Regions from separate parts of the Mus musculus genome. Here regions 1 and 3 are each linked to region 2. The links are chromatin contacts, called in public Hi-C maps. All regions are on one chromosome and are shown on one strand. Each heading gives the region's core, a stretch centred on a gene start, on an enhancer-like site or on the middle of the called end of the contact. The rest is flanking DNA. Distances are from core to core; before and after follow the strand shown. Region 1 holds the start of Adcy1 (adenylate cyclase 1). Region 2 has its middle 120 kb from the start of Gm11981. Region 3 holds the start of Ramp3 (receptor (calcitonin) activity modifying protein 3).

Region 1 (2,700 bases), core at 139-2,638, 220 kb before region 2:
GCAAACTCCTCTCCTTCAGGGCAGAATTCGGATTCACACCGGGGTGGTTAGCGATACTGGTGGGGTTCAAAGTGCTTCCCTTCCCACTAACTGCTCCCTCGGGTCCGCGAAATTGAGAAGCGAGCCCCAGATGCGCTCCAGGCGAGCTGGAGAGGAACCCAGGGGCTGCGCGCTCTGCCAGCCTAGAAGCCTGGCCTGGAGACCGCGCACCCTCCCACTTTTCAGTACCTCTACTGAGGGACACGGGTACAACCCGGCGCGGTGGATCAGGCTTGGGTCCCCCACTTGAGCTCGGTACCCTACTGCCTGACCTTGGGCCTGTCACCACCACCACCACCACCACACACCAGTCTCTCGTCTCCACCCTAAAGACGCTAGGGACTCTTATCTCGTAAGAAACACCGGGTGGAGGGTGCTAGCTCCTCCACTGCATCCTCAGTTTGCTGTTGACCTTGAACACCTGTCCCACCTTCAGAACCTCAGTTTCCCCACCTTCTCCATAGGAAGAACGTTAAACTCCTGCCACCTCCAGTGCTGCTGGCAGATGTGTCTCCAACCCAATGGGGGACTCGTGGTGCCACTTACCGTCCTCCAGAGACGTGGGCGCTTGGCAGGGACCAAGGCGGCTGTGACCAGTAAGTGCGAGGCAGCCACCACCAGCCCGAAGCCGATGGCCAGTAGGCTGCGCACGGGCAGCAAGGCATAGGACACGAAGGTGACCAAAAGGAGTTGCCAAACCCCCTGCTCGGCGACCGTCGAGCCCATTGCGCCTCCTGCAGAGCTCCTCGCGGGGCCGCCCAGCGCGAAGGGGCAGCAGAGTAGCGCGAAGGTGAGGCTGAAGAACAGCGCCAGCTGACCGACCTGCTGCAGCTGGGACACCTGCAGGGATCGGACATTGGTGACCACGAACAGCGCCAGGAAAAGGATGCAGTGCACTGGGTGCGACCCCTTGGCGAGGCCCGGCGCTGGCCCCGGTGCGCCCAGCAGCTCAGCCAGCGCCAGGGCGCCCGCCAGTAGGCTGAGCACAGCCAGCGCTTTCAGCGTGGCCGCCTGCTCCAGCCGCAACGTGTAGCCGCGGAACAGCGCCTCCAGCTCGGGGCACGCGAACTCCTCGCCACACGCCCGGAACCCACGCCGGCCGCCCGGCCCGGCCGCCCGCTCTGCGCCCCCGGGCTCGCCCGCGCCTCCGCCGCCGCCTTGGCCGCGCGGCGCCCCCGCCATCTCAGCGCCATGCAGCGGCCGCGGCCACGGGCGCGCCCCTCGCCGGCCCGGGGCGCCGGGGCGCCGGCCGGCGGCCCCGGGGCGGGCGGGCGGCGGGCGGCGAGGCGCCGGGGCGCGGGGCGGGCGGAGTTGGGGCGCCGGCTGCCCAGCGCGCGCGCCCCGAGCGCGTCCCCTCCCGCCCGCCGCGCCTGCGCACTGGCGCCCGCCCGCGCCCCGGCAGTGGTCCTCTGCGGCGACCGTGCTGCGACAGGCGAGCCCCAAGAGCCCCGATCCTGGGCGGACAGAGTCCGCGCCCAACTCAGCGCCCGGGATCCCGCACGCCCAAGGGGCCACGTGACCTTGGGCACCACTCCTGACTCTTTGAGCCTCGGTTTCCCCTCCTATGTACAGTGGAGCCCACCCCTCTATGAGTCTTCGGAGGCGTTTAAAAAACGCAGAAATTCCCAGTAGAGGGAGGAACAGCTCTGTTAGATTTGTATCCCCTCCGCAAGCAGAACCAGGTCACCCAAGAGGAGCCCTCACTCAGCTCCCAAGAGGACCCCTCACTCAGTGCCCACCGAGAAACCCCGAGAATCCCAGGTCACACATGCAAGGCGCTTTAAGTGACTGATTTGCCCACCACCTGGGTGGGTAGTGAAAGCTTTGCCTATTGACCTGAGCAAGAATAAAGCCCTGCAATGTCCAAGGAAGCTGTGAGGTCTAGGTGCAGGGATGGGTGAGGGAGGGCTGAAAGGAGAGATAAAATAGCGCGGCTCTCTCCTTAAATAGGAGCTGGCCATGCAAATGATGGCGAGACGTTTACTTCCAGCTGAACAAGTGGCAGGGACAGATTCGCCTCAGTTGCGGATCTTGGTGATGTCCATTCACTAAGGGAAGGGACCGGACAGAATTTCATTCGGTGCTCACTCAGGATGGCCCCCTGAGATCGCTCCCCTGTTCTCCTTTAGAGAGAGTCCCAGAGGACCCTGAGAGTAGAACAGATGCCAGGAGCTTGTGCCACCTCTGGATCCCACGGGTGCACCAGGAACTGTCTCTCACAAAATTTTGCAGCCCATATGCTGTTCTTCCTACTAGAGGCCCCGCTTCCAAATTTTCACTTTCAGTCCATCCTGACCAGACTGTTTTAGAAGACCCTGAGAATTCCCAGGGTAAGAGCCTGTGCCCCCCCCCCCACACATTATATAGGTACAGGAATTAGGATTTGAGATTTTCTCTAGAATTAGTTTGAGCCACATGAACTTGTCGTTTTTACAAAAATCTTCCTACTCAACATCTCCAACAGTTCATACTGAAGGTTTGCTGGAACCACTTGAAAACCAGTTAATCCCTGTTCTTGGAGCGGACTCCCGCTGTAAGACACTCCCAGCTCAGAGCCTGCCTGGCCCCAGTCAGCACCCAAGCTAACTGTTTTCACCCCAGTCCCTGCTCCTTCCATGAAGGTTCACACCTACTGCTCTGCAGCCTCATTTTCTGGTCATT
Region 2 (2,700 bases), core at 2-2,501:
CTGCTCTCCAATTAGCAGGACCTAGAGTCATCTAGGAGAGAGCCCCTGGGCATGCCTGTGAGTGTGAACTGAGGTGGGAGGCCTCACCCTAGCTGGCAGACTACAGAAGAAGGAAACAGGAGCTGAGCACTAACACGCAGGGCGCTCTGCTTCCTGAAGCTCTAGCCGCCATGACGTCCCTTCAACTGTAAACCAAATAAATTCCTCTTTTTCTAAGTTGCTTTCATCAGATGTTTGGTTGTAACATTTAAAAAATAACATATAACTGTCCTTCTATTTCCATTTCTTATTTATTATTTTTGGTCCTGGGTAGCATTATATTCATATAGATATAGCATTCACATAGACAGATAGTAAGAATATTATTATATCTCAAAGAGAGAAAATGTGAAGTTGAGTGGGCTGGGAGGTAGGAGGATATATGGAAGGAGTTAGGGGGAGGGGGGTGAATACAATCAAATTCATCATATGAAATTCTCAGAATTAATAAAAACATTATTTTAAAAATAGTGTTACATGCACAGTTAAAATAATCAAAAATAAATTAAAATAGCAGATGAGACAAGGAATGGCATTTTAATTACCGCCCCCCCAATTCTCTGCATGTTTCTTGATACTCTTTAACTAGACTGACTCATTTGCTCCTTGTTTCTATAGTTACTATAGTCTATGAAATATTTTAGTTGATGTTTTGAGGGTTTGAAATAAATCATTATTATTTTTTTTAATTCTAGCTTTTCCTTCTAGCCAGGTTGATTTCATGCCCAAAACCTCATGCGAAATAACTAGGTTCTAATTTTAGAAATGATTGGTCTTTCATGTCTAAATTACTCTAGCTCTTCCTTACGGCTAATAATTTTCTTTGCTTACTGTTTGATATTGTATCAGATTTTTAGCTTGGGTAAGTAAACAGACAGTCATAATGCAGGCTAAATCAGATAATAACAGTGTCATTTTTTGAATTCTTTTCTCAACAAAATTGTCCTTTCTCCACGCAACAAACATTAATGACAGTGGGCCAGACACAAAGCCAGACTTGTGGAAGATCAAGATTCTATGGACACAGCCCTACCTTAGTCCTCATTTTACAACCACAGAGGAAAATAGCTCCAACAGGAGTCATTTTGTAATACAGCCTGTTTACTTTCCATTGGCAAAATAAGACTGTTATTTAGTCTCTCTACAACCTCAGCTAATTGTACTGTGAGCTACACTGAAGACTAATTTCAGAGGAAAATGCGGGCTCACGAGGCACAGTCTCTTAGGTTACACATTCTCACTTTTAAAAATAATGTTGTCTCTACATGTCTTATGTTTTGAACACGAATCCTTTCCTAAAGCGTGCCTTTATTATTTTTAGTAAAGCCAGCCTGTCTGAAAGATTCCCAATTTCTGTGCCTGCACCGTGAGTGAGGTAGGTTTTGGCTCTAACATTTGTCCAATTTTGATTAAAAATAAATAATTGAACTGATTAGAATACCATGAGGCCATTGTCATTGACTGTTTTTGGACACTTTGAATATGAAGAATCAACCCAAGTTTTTGAGTCAAGAGAGCTGGAGGCACTCCAAGGTAGGCTGGAGTCGGAGTGTGTTAGGATTCCCAGAGCCTTCCAGCCCTAACGGTGGCCCATACCCGAATCCTGTGGAACTGAACCCTATGAACTGGAGTTAGTGTGATTAAGAGGTATGACTAGGCACCATATCAAAGGACATATAAATTTACATATTTACAATATTCGTATACATATTTACAATACAGATGGTCATCAGAACAGGCTGTGCTGATAGGATTGGGGAATTCATTGAATCTTAGTTCCACTATCAAGATCAGTAGCCAGCCAGCTGGACCCAGTTAATATTCCTCTGTTTCTCTTAGAAGAAACCCTGTCATTTGCACTGTAGGTGTTTTATATCTAAAAAGAAGTTCTCCAAAAACAGGGCTCCTTTTGGAAGATATAAAATAAGTCTCTGTCAATCTATAAACTAGATTTTCTTCCAGCTACACTGAATAATGAAAGGATTATTTTATGGCAATAAAAAAAAAAAAGATTGGAATCTTTTTAAAGATGAAGACCCAGATCAAATAAAGTATGGAGACTTGGGTGAGCACAGAATAAGAACATTGTCAGTGAGAAGCGGTGATACCGTCACTGCTGCCGGGAGTTTTCCTGAGACCAACATCCCCAGTATCCCTGTTGTTTCAGGATCTCAGACATCTCTGTTGTTTAAGAGAACACACCAGGACAGAGTCCGAGGATCTCAGACAGTTTTCCAAAGCTCTAAATATAAAAAAAAAAAACTTAAGGGCCGGGCGTGGTGGCGCACGCCTTTAATCCCAGCACTTGGGAGGCAGAGGCAGGCAAATTTCTGAGTTCGAGGACAGCCTGGTCTACAGAGTGAGTTCCAGGACAGCCAGGACTATACAGAGAAACCCTGTCTTGAAAAAAAAAACAAAAACAAAAACAAAAACAAAAAACAAAACTTAAGGACTGTGTTCTAAAGGCTGAGTATCAGAAGAAACGTCGCCAGTGGGGTTTTACACTCTGTTCCTGTGGTTTGAGATGACTGTCCCCATACTCCCTGGCGCCCATGCAGCTGTGCTCTCAGAAGGAGCTGGCACACAGGGAGAGTGAGACCCAGCCTGGGAGTCAATCCTCCCCAGCTCTGCAGCACAGCAGGTGGCTGGGATCCTGCTTAA
Region 3 (2,700 bases), core at 104-2,603, 180 kb after region 2:
CCTCCTTCCTCTAGAAACCAAACTCCTCACCAGGGGAGCCTTGCACTGGAGGCTTGCTGAAATCCCAAAACAGCTCACTGCCTTCTGGAGGTGGTCACAGTCCCAGCCTTCAACATAAAACTACCCCAGCCTGAGCGCCCACTGTAGAACACGAAAAATGGTCTCACTCTGTAAGCAGAGACCTCTTCAAAGGGAGAGAACTAATTGTTGAGTCTGGCCCACCTCTGTCCCAACTCCCAGACCGCATCCCAAGTCATCAACACTGAGGAAGACACTACAAACAGGTCCAACTTCATCTTACAGCCAAGGAGGCTGAACCAGGAGAGTAAGGAAAACTCGGGACCATGGCCCTGGAGGACAGAGCCCCTCCACCTGGAGGGAGGATAGAGCCCCTCCTCCTGGAGGACAGAGCCCCTCCTCCTGGAGGACAGAGCCCCCTCCTGCCAACAGCTTCCCTCACAGTTCTAGCCAAGCACTGGCCTTGCCCAGCAAGCCCTCTCCTATCAAACCCTTCCACAGGCACTCATGCACACACATGCCCACACAGGCACACAGATACAATCAGGCACACCCAGAGCCACAGGTACATGCATACATGTGTGTACACAAGCATATACACATACACATACACATACATGTATCCTCTTATTTATCCTTGGGTAACTTCTTCAGTAAGATACTTCACTTTTTATTCTTTGAAATTTTACATATGTATACAAAGTATTTTGAGCATATCCACTCCTACTCTCCCCGCCCCATTAAACTCCCTCAGGCTCCTTTAATATGTCTCCCTACTAACTTTATTCCCTCCACACCCCTTTCAAAACAAGCTTAATATTTATCCCATTTCTATCTTGTGAAAGCAATGTTTCTCCCTGAGTCCGATTTTCTCACTGGAAAAGGATTCTAGCTACCTGCACCTGTGTGCCATGTGCCCGGGGCAGGATGGGAAAGAAACTCACTACCTCACCAAAGACCCTTCCCTGGACCCCAGAATATCTCTACCCCACAGGGAACTGTGCAGCCCTTGCAGCTCAAAGCCTTTTCCCTCAGCTCTTCTAAGGTTGGAGGAGTTATGAAGACCCTCCACAAAACCTGCAGGATGTGCTGGAGTCAGCGTGCCTGTGTCTTTTCCAAACTCTGGGGGGGGGGGGGGGGGGGGAAGAGCGCAGCCTAGGCTGGACGCGGGAAGGAGAGAGTCCGCGTGGGTCCCAAGGACCCGAGGAGATGGAGTACCCCGACCCAAATGTCTCCTTACCACAAAGCAGCAACAACAGTGGAAGAAGGTGCAGCCGCTGTGCTGGGGTCTTCATGGCCAACTAAGATGCAGCCGGCTTGCAGCAACAGCGACATTCGGAGGTAAGAGGCTTGGGGCGGGACCAGGGCGGGACCTCGGAGAGCCCCAACCCAGGCCACGCCCCCACCCCGCCCCTGACTCCCTCCGTTGCCTAGAATTCTCAGCTTCTCTCTGGAGGGGCAGGTGGTGGGGACAGGAGGTGGGGGTCGCGTTGGGATATAGACTGGAACAGAGGAAGGGGAAGTGCAGTCGGGTGGGAGAGCCAGTCCAGCGTGGCGGGAATGGAGAAGGGGTTCTAACCGGAAGACTGCAGGTTTGGTCTGGGGATGAGCCGGATTAACCTCAGTGTCAAACTGGGAAGCAAGCTGGAGAAATGAAGGGAGTTATGCAGTACAGGTTGATAGAGGGGAGCCAGGCAGAAGACAGACAAGAGGTTGAACTCGGAGAAACCCGGGGTTCATCCTTGCAGGTCCTGTGGGACCCCCCTAAGCCAGGCACATAAATTTAAGCAGAGACAAGTCTGAGAGCCCTGCCTGTCTCCAAGGGACAGAGAAGGGCATGAAGTGGGTTGCTGAGCAGATGGGGGGGGGGGGGGCATTCTTCCAGACTGAGGCACTGGGGAGGGGAGCTTGGGTGTGCACACATGCAAACACAAATGGCTAAGTCTGAAGCTAACTGAGGGCAGGCGGGTCAGTGACGGGGCCTCCAAGGACCTGGCTTCTGGAATCAGCAGGTAGAAAGAAAAGAAAAGGCCTCAGTTTCTCCCACCATAGACTACATCTGTCCCTCAAGCCCAGGACAGCTTCCTGTTCCCAATGTTGGGACCACTCCTCAGAAAGAGAAAAGCAGACCTCTTTGTCCTCCAAAGCTTATTGTCCCCCAGGAAAGCACTTGCTGGTCTGAGAGCTAAGGCCCAGACCTGGGAGGATGGCTTTCCCCACCTAAACAAGCACTTCTGTCTCCCACGCCCCATCACTGAGCTCAGCTCACCTTTCCTGACCTAGAAAGGCTCACTACAACTTTCTGTGAATTTTCACTGAGAAAATTCTGGTCGAAGCCAGAAACAAAAACAAACAAGCAAATAAACAAACAAAACCCTGTAACTACTTTAGGGCTGAAGAGATGTCACAGTGGTTAAGGGCACTTACAGGGGACCTGGGTTTGGTTCCCACAGGTACTGGAGGTAGCGCATGATCATCTGTATCGCCAGCTCCATGGGATCCAGTTCGTTCTGGCCTCTGAGGGTGCCGCACGCAATTGTGCACACCCATACATATAAACCAAAGAAATCTTAAAGATTAAAAAAAATAGCATTTTTAAAAACCAGTTAGCAAAGAGAACCTAGGAAGCCTGGGCTTGCTACAGCAATAACAAAGGAGTCTAATTAAAAGTAAAACTGATTT

What was found. Hi-C and Micro-C count contacts between places; a contact is called where the count stands out from the background.
Region 1: a Hi-C map of cortical neurons shows a contact between it and region 2, with 2.9 times the contacts expected there. The contact joins the promoter of Adcy1 here to the enhancer-like site in region 2. A contact is called at or near these places in 4 of 39 promoter capture datasets (3T3-L1-derived adipocytes, hippocampal neurons, liver and 1 more), 4 of 484 Hi-C or Micro-C datasets (cerebellar granule neurons, cerebral cortex, cortical neurons and 1 more) and 5 of 115 datasets of contacts at active chromatin or transcription factors (VIP interneurons, embryonic forebrain, embryonic hindbrain and 2 more).
Region 3: a Hi-C map of cortical neurons shows a contact between it and region 2, with 1.9 times the contacts expected there. The contact joins the promoter of Ramp3 here to the enhancer-like site in region 2. A contact is called at or near these places in 3 of 39 promoter capture datasets (embryonic stem cells, hippocampal neurons and stem cell-derived epiblast-like cells), 4 of 484 Hi-C or Micro-C datasets (cerebral cortex, cortical neurons and embryonic stem cells), 1 of 115 datasets of contacts at active chromatin or transcription factors (astrocytes) and 2 of 9 other capture datasets (adipose tissue and liver).

What each region holds. Positions count from the first base shown.
Region 1 is chr11:7,062,121-7,064,820 of GRCm38.p6, reverse strand. It overlaps Adcy1 (adenylate cyclase 1), which reads right to left and starts at 1,388. Exons shown (of 20, transcript NM_009622.2): 1 at 586-1,388. The coding sequence starts at 1,221.
Region 2 is chr11:6,840,927-6,843,626 of GRCm38.p6, reverse strand. No RefSeq gene overlaps it. Among named protein-coding and RNA genes, the nearest start is that of Gm11981, 120 kb to the right of the region's middle. Within about 2 kb of position 1,251, at least 5 of the 459 cell types and tissues checked have an H3K27ac peak or open chromatin away from gene starts, as enhancers often do. A contact at or near this core is called in cortical neurons, where this site is marked.
Region 3 is chr11:6,657,186-6,659,885 of GRCm38.p6, reverse strand. It overlaps Ramp3 (receptor (calcitonin) activity modifying protein 3), which reads right to left and starts at 1,353. Exons shown (of 3, transcript NM_019511.3): 1 at 1,259-1,353. The coding sequence starts at 1,313. It also overlaps the pseudogene Gm11978.